Regions from separate parts of the Triticum aestivum genome. Here region 2 is linked to region 1. A link is a contact called in public Hi-C data. All regions are on one chromosome and are shown on one strand. The core of a region is the stretch at or near the end of the contact, and the rest is flanking DNA. Distances in the headings are between cores, read along the strand shown. Region 1 holds the start of LOC123119892 (protein CLT2, chloroplastic). Region 2 holds the start of LOC123119895 (LIM domain-containing protein WLIM1).

Region 1 (6,961 bases), core at 1,371-3,870:
ATAAAAGAAGCGCTTAATTCCGCGCCTTGAGGGATGTAGGGCAAAGGAAGAGAAAGGATATAGATTGATATTGGCACTGCAATTGAAAACAAACAACATCAACGTGGTCATGAAGATACTCAAGCAGTTTGGTCTATACAGTGACAGTAGACCAAAAATGAACACAAATAGAGCAAGGGGAGAAAAGAGGAAGAAAATACCGGCGGAAGTTGCTGTAAGTGAAGCAACCACGGCAGACGACATCTTTACCAAATTAAGCAACGAGATGTTGAAAGCCATGTTTATGAATATAAATAGCAATGGTAGGAATGGAGCACCTCCACAATCTACAAAATAAGTATGGCAGCCTAATTAGCAATAAAGGTAAGCAGGTAACAGAAATTATAGATGGACAAGTATAAATACTATGAAACCCTTGTATATCTAACCGCAGGGTCAACCTAAATTTCGAAGACATGGAATCAATTTTCTCAAGTTTAATAGTTTACCATTCAAAGAGTTCCACATATCAAAAAGCAAAGGGAGCTACATAAGCCCCCAATCATAAAGTGGACAGTGCACTACAAGCATTCCAGTGCATTTGAGGTACATCATGATCTCTAAATCCATAATTTGATCAAAGCACTCAGCTCAGGGAAAAATTACATTACCAATTGGGCTCTCCCCAACATTTAAGAAGCACTCAGCACCACCATTTAAATGGCCAGAAAGCTCAGCAAGCTTAATCCCCCTCAAATTAGAAAGTAATGGGAGAAGAAGGAAGACAAAAAGAGCCTACAAATAATAAAGGAAGGTAAACATGATACATGACATGAATTAAGGTTTCCAAATATGGTAGTTCAGTTAAGCATAACAGCTAAATTAGGCTAACTAATTAATCACCTGAAACCCAGATCCAAATGAATTAACCACGAAGATGTCGGGCCGTTTCCCCTGCACAGATATTGGTTCTGCAATTATTTTTCTAACAAACAAGATGGACTCGCACACATAGAGAATGAAGTGTGAAAGCAAACCTTAAGACGTTTTGCACCATCAACGAAAACAGACTCCTGCAGTATAGAATTTATTTTTCTGACTGAAGTGTCACAAAACTATAAAGGAGTGTTATGTGATAATTTTAGTGGCTAAACCTTCAAAATGGATGCACCAGCTTGGAATGCCGATGAAATAACCATCAATAATGGCCAAATTAACTTGACTCCAGATAGAAGATGACCATCATTTGCTCCACTACAGTAACGGCATTGAGATGATTAATTATGGCAAAATACCTAGTGTACAAAATAGCGCAAGACCTTTTTCTCAGCAAACAAGTGTGCATGCATACGAAAGAGATAAGTGCATAGCTAGCAGATATTTCTCGAAACAACTTTGTTGTGGTACAATTAACAGTAAATGTACCAGGTATTTCGAAGGACATACCTCGCAACAGCAAGAATCACACCAGAAGTTACAAGCAAGCAACCAATGATTTGTCTCAGAGAGTAGGTCTTTCCCAAAAGCAACACAGAGAAGATAAGCTGCCACACCAGGAAAGACTGGAGAGAACATTCAGAAGACTATTATTTTGACAACAGAGTACAGAGTTAACAGGTTCCGACAGTAATAACCAAATGGAATTGCCAATTTTAGGACATCGAAAGTTGATTCAACCGTAAGATCACAGTTCCGAAATGCTTTAGTGTTGCACTATTCATAAGAATAAAAGATCACAGTATACAAAAGGAAATATCTGTAACCATTAATGATAGCAGAGATAAAAGGGCATGCAGGTAATATGTTTTTTTTCTAGAGAATGGTGCAGAGATATGTGGAAACGCTATCAAAGAATATGGCACAGCTGAAATTCAACAAAAACCTCATACCTGAGACAGTATTGGAATAGCAGGACCAGGCAGCATAGCTGAAAGTTTCACAGAAAACAATCAATTAGCACAAATATTGACAGGAAAGAAACAGTCTGAATTGCATATATATGCGCCACACTAACAGCATCCGATGACCAAAAGAAGATACAAAACATACCTCCCGCAGACATTCCGGCGGCCACCCCAAGAGCCTCCAGCAAGCCGATGACAGCGAACCGGATCTTTGGCAGTGCCAGCATGTCCCGCGTCACCACCCCCGCGCGGTACCTCACATAGAGTATTGAAAAGTACACGCCGACGTACCTGCAACGTTCAAATCGCACACACAAGAAGTAGGTAAGAGCCCAAAAACTGCTGCGCATTTCGTCGAACACCTCAGCCGTACAAAAAGCCTTACCCGAACGTGGTGAGCTGAGCGAGGAAGAAGGGGTAGGACTTGAGGGGCACCAGCGCGAGCTTATAGAGCACGCGGTTAGCGACAGCCAGCGCTACCACGGCCGCAGACGCGACCACGACCGCCGGCGAGGAGCTCATCGGCATGTATGTACGGCAAGCAAGAGCTCACTAAGCGAGGCGTGGAGGATGGCGATTTAGGCCATGCGGGGGCGGATACGGAACTTGGAACCGGAGTACCGTGGGGAGGACGGTGGTGATGGCGGCGGGCGGGCGGCCGGTTGCTTGCCTTGGCGTGAAAGTACGGGATTCTCTCGTCTTCTCTACGCCCCATGGATTGTCGGATTTTGCTAGTACCTCCGTCTCAGTTTACAAGTCCTGTGCGTATATCTAAGTTGCCAATCTTATCACCATAATATAAACTATATAACATAAAAATTATACCGTTTGAAAATAGAACATATGAAATTTATATTGATATATTTTTTATAATATTTGGCTTGTATTATGTTGGTCAAATTGACGACCTAGGGATACACGCACGCCTTGTAAACTGAGAGAGAGGGAGTAGTACACGCTTTGATATTTCCGATTTGATTCAGCGAGGGGCTCCACGTGTACTTTACTCAGCACTAGTAATAATGTATTCCCTCAGTCCGGAAATACTTGTCGGAGAAATGAATGTATCTAGACATATTTTAGTTCTAGATACATCCATTTTTATGCATTTGTGCGACAAGTATTTCCGGACGGAGGGAGTACGATATTAGTTGCACGTTATATTAGGTAAGATATACTCCCTCCGTTCTCAAATATAAGTCTTTCTAAAGATTTCAACAAGTGACTACATACGAAGCAAAATGAGTGAATCTACACTCTAAAATATATCTACATACATCCGTATCTTGTAGTCTATTTGAATATTTAAAAAGACTTATATTTAGGAACGGAGGGAGTAGTATCTGTTGCATGTTGGTATTTGGTAAGATATCAATTACTTTTTCGCTGGAATGGTAGGATATTAATTACATGGCTGATTTCAAGGGATAGCGTTGAGTCAAAACGTGTTTATAACCAATGGCAGTGGTGGGTAATTAGGCGTTAAACGTGTTTGGTGCTCAACATTTGAGCGATTTGAACCGCTAGATAACATGATTTGACGGTCGAGATGGTTTGGATCTGCCCATTTGGGTCTTTTTATATTGGTATAGATATAGATAGATATAGATGACTTGGGGCAAACCCCTCTTGCGAGTGGGAACAGATAATGGCGACGCATCCTGCGTCGCACCCTTCTTGAAGACATCATGTGGACAGTTGATTGGTGTGGTGGATGCTTGTCGTGGATTCTGATGGTGCTGGTGCCACGGCCGGCTTGGGGTCGACGGTGGTTGTTCGGTAGTATTCTTTAGGGTTTTGGTGGCAGTGCCTTTGGCGTCCCAGAGCGGACATCTCTTCTCTCTCGTGAAAGTGCCTCACCCTGTTATTGTGCATGCACAAAAACCTCCCATGGTCGCCAATGTGTTGTGGCGAGCTTCGTGCTCTTGATGATATCGTGGTTCATCTTTGCTCATTAATGCGCAAGATGCTTTCTCAACTTGTTAATTATCTTGAATTTTGTGGCGAAGCTTCCAGCCAATGTTCATGTTCAGTTGCACTCATTGATGATGCAAACTACTGAGGTGTGACATGGGGCTCGTTACACATGTCACTGCGGTGCGTTAGGCTGCTTGTAAAGTTTTAATACTGTGCTCCCTCGATGACACCCACCCCCCCCCCCACCCCCCGTCAATTTGTGGTTTTTATGGCGATGATCCTTCTATCTGCTAGCTAAGGCATGCCTTGTCTTGGGTGTCCTTTTTCCTTTCTTCCTTTATTCATCTATACGTATGGTTTTTGGTCCGGTTTGCCTCATAAATCGGTTTTCCTCAAATTGAAAACCTAAACTAGTATAATTATGGATAAAAAACCATGGTGGTACAACTTTTTCTTCTTTGATAAAGGACATTTATATTCTCTCATAGTGAAGCATCCAAGGGATACAAATGCAATGGTCATACGTTCGGCCTCTGCACTACCAGGATGCACACAGTCAACACCAACACAAACACAAAGGATCTCACCGACAAAAAGCAAAGTCATTAAGGAGTCTAGGCAGAAAGAAAATAAAAAGAAGGAAGAAACAAAGGCAGACGATGCGACCAACAACACACACAAAATAAGAAGAGTACCACCACCCATCATGGTGATATGTTTGACTGTGGCAAGGCAAGTGTATGTCCTCGGATGCGAGGCTAATTCTAACTAATTCTAGTATGTCCTCGCTGCCCATCTTTATCATGGGTCTATTTCTCCTAACTAATGGGGTTCACGCTAGGTTAGATAGCTCGCGGTCTCGGTTCTTTTGGCAAGGGTTTGGGTCCAAGCGTGAGTACCACTTGGCTAAGTGGGTGGCAGTGTACCGTCCAAAGCGGCACGATGGGCTAAAAGTGATCAATTCAAAGCTAATGAACGTTGCTATCCTAGTTAAGTGGATCCGGAAGCTCTCTCAAAACGAGTCTGGGTTGTCGGCAGAACTGCTGAATGTTAAATATTTTCTAAATGGCTCTTTCTTCGAGTCTAACTGTCGCGGATCACCCTTTTAGAATGGGATACAGGCGATGAAACCAACCTTCGCCTTGGGAGCAAGGTTTGAGGCGATCAATGAGCGGTCCATTCACTTCTAGTTTGATCTGTGGATAGATTTGCAGCCCCTCTGGATAGAGATCCAAGGGCTTTTTGAGCTTGTTGTCAATCCTACTATTAGTGTTGTCGAGGGTAATTTTCATTGTTGTGTGAACCTTTGTTACTCTATCTGTGTGTGAGCTTTATGATATATTAATTTAAAGCCGGACACCTTTAAGGTCTTCATTTAAAAAAATACAGATGAAAGGAAATCCGCCAAAATTGATGCAATCATGCCAGTGAAACAACCTGACATTTCCATCAAACTGAGCGATATGAGTGAGATCCTCAAGGCTCAGTTGACGAATATAATCATCACTGAATCCAAGTTTATCTACATATGTTTGTTACAGCATTAGTTGCACTCATTTTCTTTCGAGACCATGAAGGAGAGGTTCCAATCAATTATACACAAGATTGTCGCTTGTCCGGTGCTAAGCAGCTCTTAATCTCTTCATACAAATTACGCCTCACATCCATTTCATCAATCAAACAATCCCCTATGTATGTATACCTTAGTACTCTTTCACTACAAAATGCACAGTTTCTTGACGCCAGATCCCTCCATCTTCAGCCGGAGATGAAGCTGTACAACTGTAGCCATGCCATGCCGCCGGTCACCAGCACCTGTCGGCGTCCCTCCACTTGAGGTACTCGACGCCACCGAGGTAGTGCGCGTACGCGCCGGCGATGACGAAGAGATGGAACAGCTGGTGGCTGTGCCCGACGAGGTCGAACCTCCCGGGGAACCACCGCTCCGGCACGCGCGCCGCGTAGACGGCGGCGCCGAGCCCGTAGAGCGCGCCCATGAGCGCCTCGTAGCACGCAGTCACGGCGGCCTCCCGCCGGCCGCCGTATAGCACGAGCTTGTGCGCGACGGGGATGAGCCCCGACACGCCCATGCATGAGAAGAGCCCGGCGCGGAGCGGGCGGAACTCGGGCGCCTGGAACACCGGCACCAGCGACGCCGTGACCGCCGCGGCGCCGAAGGCGGTGATGAAGCCCATGTAGAGCCGCTGGAGCCCCGGGTGGCAGAGGAAGGAGTAGTAGACGACCGGGTAGAAGGAGGTGACGATCAGGGCGGCGATGCCGGCGTAGTCCAGCCGGAGCGTCACGTACGCCATTCTCTCCGAGTGGCACAGCACCAGGTGGCATGCGCTGCTCGTAAGTAGGCACACCATGGCTCCGCACAGGTACGCGAACATCGGCCACCGCGTGATCGGATCGGCGGAGGCAGCGTCCACGGCCCGTGGCGCCGCGCTCGCGTCCTGCTGCGCCTGCGGTTCATGCGGGATTTAGCAGGGGAAGACGTAGTACAAACTGAAGCTTAATTTCTCGGATAAATAGCACGCTCGCTGGAATTAATTACGAATTCTCTTTGGTGCTCTCGAATAAAACTCAATTTTAGGTGACTTATTAAGAGGCAGTTGTGTAATTAGTGAAAATATATTTAAGTTTGTGAATGATGCAATATCAAATTGTATACTATTTGATATATATCTGCTTACAATATTGATGAACTAGGGTTCAAATGGACAGGGATTTGTGAACCAGGGGAACATCTAGTTATGCTAAGAGTTAAATGCAAGGAAGGTCCTAATTTTTTCTAAGAAATGTCAAGTGAGTCCCGATTCAGTGAAAATGCCCATCTCGTCTTAAATCTTTTGTAAAAATTTCATCGGAGATCCTATTGACCGCTAACCCGTGCTCACTAGCCTACGGGGCGCTTTGAGCGCAACCCCGTTGACAGAGGATCCACCGGTCATATCTGCGGAATGTGGATCTTTGCAAAAACACCTCACGATCATATTCCCTCCTATTTTGTGGTCCATCCCCTCTCCTTACCGGTTCGAGTGAATCAGGCGCTACCGGCGACAATCGGGCTCTAGCAAGACGCGGTGATCATAGTCCAGCAAGTAACTGGCGGTGGTGTCCATGAGGATGACGATGTGGCGTGCCTACCAGTTCGTGTG
Region 2 (6,703 bases), core at 977-3,476, 310 kb after region 1:
TCATGGTTGTACAGCTTGTTGTAATGTCTTTTTCAGTACTGATTAATTAATGGGCCTCCAAATCTGTGCCAGTTCTTTTTGGGGCACCAGCTCATTTCTTTTCTGTGGAAGGCTTAAAGTTGTTCAGAGTTTTATTCTTTTTAAACATAAATGTTTTACCCCTATTACCTATTCTTTAGACAAATGATAAATCAACTTACAATTCTCTTGCTTGTATGCGCATAGACGTCGTCGAACCAGGTAGAGATATTTTGACTCGGATATAACAAGGTTTACATGCGTACAAGGCAATAACATAATTGTCTTCGGAATGCACTTGATCTCGATTGGAAAAACTCAAAAGAACCACACAGCAGAAAGATATACTGCTCTGGTGCAAATGCAGAAGGGCTCGTTATTCATCTCTGGATATCCTCAAGGACTGACTAATACTCCGAGTCTTCATCATCCACTGACCCGGCACTCTGTGATGTCTTGTCGTGGTCGTTCTCGAGCTGGCTGAAATTACCCTTCTCTTTGATCAGCTGGGTGTGGTGGTGCTTGCAGAAGAGCTTGCCCTCGTGCGCGATGTAATTCGAAGGGCTGATGGTGCACCCTCCATGGCAGCATTTGAAGCAGCTCTTGTGGTACATAGTGTTATTCACAGTAACCTGCAGAGTTGGTGCAGGTGTCATGACCAGAGCACTGTTATGTATGCAAACCAAAGAGGTATGATATGAACAATACGTCCGCGTCGCCTTTTCTTATCACAGAAAAAGGAAGATGAATAATTGAATGCCCAACTTGGAAATGCAGCAGATGAATATGAATGAATCCAGCTACATGTTGTTAAGTAAAGGAAACTCCAGCTAAAAAGTAGTAGTCCAGAGGATAATAATGCAGATACTTAATTGAGACATAAGAGTAGAAAATAATAGTACCCTCTCAATTGGATAGACTGTCTTGCTGCATCCAAAACATTTCTCTCTAGTGCCAGCAAATGCGCTGGAGACTTTAGTAGCATTCTGCCCAAAAAAAACACTCATGATAAGCATCACCAAATGTGGTACTAGCTCACAAAGAACAAAGGATCAATAATGCCGATTAGTTGCACGACTTTGTCGATAATCTGCCTATCAGTTTGCAAAACGTCATTTTCTATTGAACTAAGCTCCCTATCGGATCCGGCGTTGCACTCACTTTCTTCTTAATGAATTACATGGAGCTCTGTTGCATGGTTCGAAAAGAAGAAGAAGAATCTATGTATGTTTTGGATTATCTTGGGTGTGTGTTTTTGGATCATCTTTGGAACAATAGTACTCCATCTGTAAACAAATATAAGAGTGTTTAGATCACTATTTTAATTATCTAAACGCTCTTATATTTCTTTACGGAGGGAGTACTAATGATCTACTACACTCTGCAGAGAATAGATAAATGTTAGAGGAGATTAGTGGATACCTCATTCCCAACATTCCTTTCTGGCTTGACAACCTTTGGAGTGCCTGAATCAACATTCCTCCATTACTTTCTGAAGAATTGCAAAGGAATGCAGTGTGATAGGCTAAGGCCGTACCTTCGAAGCTCTTGTCCAGGCTCCCGGTCCTCTTGAAGAGCTGGTCAAAGTGAGGCCTGCAGTAGAGCACTCCTTCGAACGAGTTGTAATTTGCGAGCTGCGCCAGGGAAACATAGAACAAGTTGAACAAGTGATATCTCAAAGTGAATATGAGGCAGGAGGACTGAGGATTGGGAAGGGGGAAGAGTAGAGTGGTAGTACCTTGAGGGTGCCCTTGCAGTGGTGGCACCTGAAGCAGGCCTTGTGGTAGACCCGGTTGTCGGCGGTGAGCTTGTCGACGAGGTACACCGTCTTGTCGCAGGCGTTGCACTTGGTGGTCGTCCCCTGGAACGAAGTCGCCATTGCCTCTCCCGAACTCTCGATCTGCAAGCTGCTGCTCTGTTCTTCCAACACAAGACTGGCTTGGCTTCGCTCCCGACAAGCCTTGGGGTGAGTGATGATTATATGGTGGTAAATGGCGTGGCGCGGTTGGTGGTGGCCGGCAGCTGCAGGTATTGCTGTTTGCTGCCGCGAGGCGGGGCAGGACAGCTTGGGTGAGACAGGGAATAATGTTGGAGGTGGAAGCAAAGAGCCAGAACGAGTAGTAGTAGTCAAGTGGGAATGAGATTGTAGCAGCTCAAGGAAACGAAAAAGGAGGTGGTGGTTGTGGAAATTTGCGGAGGGGCTAAGCAAAATCCACGTGGTGACTGGTGATGACGTGGCAGGGAGAGAAAGCATTTGGGGTGAAAGGTAAATGGCAGCTGATTTCCATCTTGGGGATTTGAGGGGGCTAAAAAGCCACGGTAATTTATATTCTTGACATGCTCTCTCTCTCTCTCGTTAAGTGTAATAATCTTTGAGGGTCCCTGATTGAAACGTGCTGCCAGCACACCATATGCACTGGATGAACCAAAGCTCAGTCGGTGGGTCTGCTGGGGGAGAGCATCTCCAATAGAGGATGTAAAAGTTGGTGTTCGAAAATAATAATAATAAGTTTTTAGACACCTGAAATTTTTAATTCCGTAACATTATTGCATATTTCATAATTTCTAACTCTAATAGGAAATGTTCAACATTTAACATTAAAACGACATCACACTAGATAACTAAAAACAGTTCTATGGTAAATCATCACACTACTCATCGTCACACCTACAATACACCATCATGGGAAAGGCGTCTTTGTACGCACAAGGTACCCGTCCAAGTCGTCGTCGTCGGATCCTGATCTGGCGACTTTGGGATTGCTCAGACTCAGGCCAGGCAAATCCACGATGGGCTTGCCGATGCTGGCAGCGGCGACACTCGTGGGTGTCATTTTTCTTCTTGGAGGCGCTGCCTTGGCCTTGATATGTGACCCTCGTCGAGCAGCAGGGGAAACCCTAGGTCCGGTTCTCCGGATCGAATGGCGACGGCGTCACAACGGCGTTCCCCTTCTTGAAGGCGCTATCTTGCTAGATCGTTGTGTCCCGGCGTTGGACTTGAAGATGTTTGACGTCCTGTTGATTTGGTTTGCTCCTCTAGTTTTAGTTTTGGTGGGTTTAGTTGTGTTTCACTCTGTTCGGGCTAAGCACCCCGTCTCTCTGCCCAGGGCACCATGTTCATGCCTCCTTGCATTCATGTCATGTGTTGTATCTACTGTTGTACTCATTCTCTTTCCTTCTATCAATGAAAAGATACACAAGCTTTGCGTATTCGCAAAGTCGTCGTCGTCGAGTTGATGTCGATTGCCCCTCCGGCCGAGGGGCCTACCTCGTGGTCATTGCTGGTAGAAGGCTTCACCTCCTCCTCATCGAAACAACTTCCTTGTCAATTTGGTCGAACAACTCATGGACCTCGACTTCTATACTGTGTTGGTGCTCCTCCTCCTCCTTCACGCGCTCCGTGTCCCTCTTGGCATAGAATGCAAGCTCTGCTACCACGAGTTCCGGGTTAGCCTGGGCCAGCTTCGTCATGTGCAGCTAATAAGTGGCCTCGGCTCTACGTGCCTTCTCTGCACTAGACCATGGAAGGGGTGAGGAATCTGTATGGCCGGCCACCTCGGGGAAATTGAGCTCGGCCAAGCTCCGATCGTATCGAACTGCCACTGTATCATAGGCGAGCACCGCGAGCTCCTCGGTCTCAAAGGTGCTAAGCCACTCAGGTGATCTCGGCGGCGAAGTGGCCCGACGCCCGATGACGAACACCACGGTACGGCATGGCGCTCGCGATGGCTAGTGCGACAACATCTTCGACGGGAGGCAGCGGAGAAGCCCGGTGGCGACAAACAAAATGACTGGTGGAGAAGCTAAGCTCGACTGCGGCTGACGAAACAAGCACCGATGGCGGCAATGGACGAAACAGACGCCCCACGACCGAAATGGACATATCTAGTGGTGGGGATGATGGATCCGGCGACGATGGGCGGAAGCCGATGGTGGCAGCCGGATTCGTGCGGGGATGTGGCACGACGAACGACAAAAATGGGGACAGATTTGGGGAGCAGAGTGGCCCGTGGCGGCCAGAATCGGCGGCGGTGCCATCCAGCGATGAAGCACGCAGTGCCGGTCCTGAGATTTTGAGGGCCCGGGCGAAAGTAAAATTTGAGGCCCCTTAATATAAACATCATAGCAATGATAAATAATGATTCTAAAAAAAGCAATGATAAATAATATATGCATCTACAAAATGTTACCAATAATTACTTAAATGCACCCGAAAGCCAATATTTATATAAAATAACTTATACAATTTGCCTACAAATTTTCTTGTAAAATTCTTCGATGCAAAGCCATTGTGCCGATGTCAATCTCATCCATCGATTTCTTCTCGATACATAATTTGTTCATCAATAATTTCAAGTTGGAAAGCATCTTTTAGCTAATGCAACAATCACCGATACAGTACGTAAATCCGAATAAATCTTTAAACACCATGAGTTTTTTAAATCCTTTCTTCAAAGAAGTGATCAATTAAAACAAACAAATAGCATGATAATCCTTCCAACTTCTAGAATTCCTTCTTGGCTACCACTTTTATCAAACTATTTCTTCCTCTAGCATGAAGTTTTACTGAAAATTGTAGGAAAATTACAGTATGATATACCTTGGATTGATTAGATCGGCGTCAGTGGCTGGACGCTCGGCGACGATGCGATGGCGTTTTCTGGTGGCAGGCACTCGGCGATGTGCGTGCTGCGTCGTCGCTGCGTTCAGCGCCGGGAGACCTGTCTGCCCTGCGCGACCTGGGATCTGGAGTTTTAAAACCATGGAACAGAGAATAGGAAATTAGGGATGAACTGATGTCGCACGATCGTTTTCTTTTGCTGAAGGAGAGTGTCTCGTAATAATAATAACGGCACGAGGTGATTTACGTGCATACTTGCTCTTTTTTCCGTCCTGATCGTACGCTGATTGAAGCGATTTACATGCGTACGCTGCTGCCTGCCGTCCCTTTCTATTTGGATCTGGCTACTTCTTTTCCTTTTTTTTTTCTGAGACAAGGCTACTTCTTTTCCTACGAGAAGCTATGGCTTATGGGCTTCTTTACCTTCACGTAATTACCTGGGAGGGGGGCCCTCGATCCTGGGGGCCCGGGGCGGCCGCCCCTGCCGCCCCCCTCAGGGCCGGCCCGGAAGCGGCTGAGGGTTGGGAAACTTTCGCTGGAAGAGCGGGGGTGCGCGCCTAAATTTAGGTTGTGAGGCAGTCCCACAAGTGCTATAGATTTGCAGCACTTGGAGCTAAAATTTAAGGCCACTGCAATTTTTCTTTACACTAAATAGAGATACATCATATGTTGAAGCAGTATTTTAACTCCAAATGCCCCAAACCGTATTTTGTTTGGACATGACCGTTGTTTTACATCATCAATTAGAGATGTTCTTCCACGCAAAAAAATAAAATAGAGATGTTCTTATTTCCAGCATGCGGTTGCTTCTTGTGCAAGTGGAACCAAGTCAGTTTGGCAAATATTTCTAGGTTGCTTCTTGTTAAAGTACTCACAGAAAAAAGTGCTAACAGAAAAATCAAAGTGTCTTTTTCTTTTGTGTAAATTCCATTTCAAGTCTGTGCGCACTCCCTTCAACCTAAAAAAAATGGTGAGTGCATTCTGCACAATTAGCCACAAGTGTTTCCCAAACTAGAATGTCGAAGTGTTAGATTACTCAACTGATACATCAGAAAAGCAAGACTGCATTTCACTTTTACTTTTCTTCATGTAATTTGAAGTTTTCTGTTTAAAGTTTCACAGCTGGCTAAAATCAATACCTTCTTATTTGTACGTTTTCTCATACAAAATACCACTTTAGCACTATTTAAAATATAGGGCCGGCTCACTGAAGCTCGTCTTTCAAAGTAACTTTTCGCATTCCCTAGCATCTTCTATACTATCTCGGTCTCATAATACAATATGTTATTACAGACAATATGGACAGAGGAGTGCATGTCAATTGTTCTTGTAATTTCCCATCAGTCCTTGTGTGTCGGCAGCTTAATTAGGCTGCTACTGAGACATGTGTCTATGCGCTCGGGAGAAGGAAAGCCGCTGATCTTGACCCCTCGAATCCAAACATAATTAGATTGTTTTTGTTACCAGTAATCAATCCACAGCCATCATCCGCCGACTGAAATGCTCAAAGAGGTTCCTGAAAGACAAGGCCACCGCAACAGCCAAGCGAAAAAGGCAAGTGGGTCTGCCTGTGCATCAACGCAACTCGTTGTCAGAATCCCCTGTTGTTGCAATCTTCACTCTTACTCATTATCTATGACCCATGTTTTCAATACTCAATTCAATCATGTAATAATATGATATTCGTGTGTTGGGTGGCATGTAGGTCTCTTCGCGGGACCGGGTCAACTCGTTTTCTGTATTTTCATCTTATACTCTATCTGTTTTTATTTATATTGGCACCCAGAAACTCCAATTGGGATCAATCAAGTGCACATTTGCCATGAACTGATAATGCATGAACTGCAGCCACCGACAAGCAAGACGTCTTGAAAACCCATGATAATGGCAAATAATGTACTGTATTATACAATAAGACAACAGTCAACACAAAGCTAGTGCAGGTTTACTGGCTTTTACTGTTGTCAAGTTATCATGAAGGTCCCACACAAGTTCAGTTTAGTAGCCAAGTGAACTAGTACGCACTTTGAACTTCTTTGGAACAAAAGCTGAAGTAGTCTAAAC

Evidence for each region. A called contact is a pair of places that touch in the nucleus more often than the background predicts.
Region 2: a Hi-C map of leaf shows a contact between it and region 1, with 2.6 times the contacts expected there. The contact joins the promoter of LOC123119895 here to the promoter of LOC123119892 in region 1. A contact is called at or near these places in 4 of 5 Hi-C or Micro-C datasets (leaf and an unstated tissue).

Annotation. Positions count from the first base shown.
Region 1 is chr5D:134,479,798-134,486,758 of IWGSC CS RefSeq v2.1, forward strand. LOC123119892 (protein CLT2, chloroplastic) reads right to left here and starts at 2,621. Exons shown (of 9, transcript XR_006459054.1): 1 at 2,269-2,621; 2 at 2,029-2,174; 3 at 1,869-1,906; 4 at 1,426-1,541; 5 at 1,134-1,233; 6 at 1,017-1,052; 7 at 883-933; 8 at 201-326; 9 at 1-76. LOC123119893 (heptahelical transmembrane protein 4) reads right to left here. Exons shown (of 3, transcript XM_044539855.1): 3 at 5,229-6,265. The coding sequence ends at 5,606.
Region 2 is chr5D:134,791,563-134,798,265 of IWGSC CS RefSeq v2.1, forward strand. It overlaps LOC123119895 (LIM domain-containing protein WLIM1), which reads right to left and starts at 2,227. Exons shown (of 5, transcript XM_044539858.1): 1 at 1,757-2,227; 2 at 1,556-1,652; 3 at 1,441-1,484; 4 at 921-1,004; 5 at 229-650. The coding sequence starts at 1,897. The coding sequence ends at 426.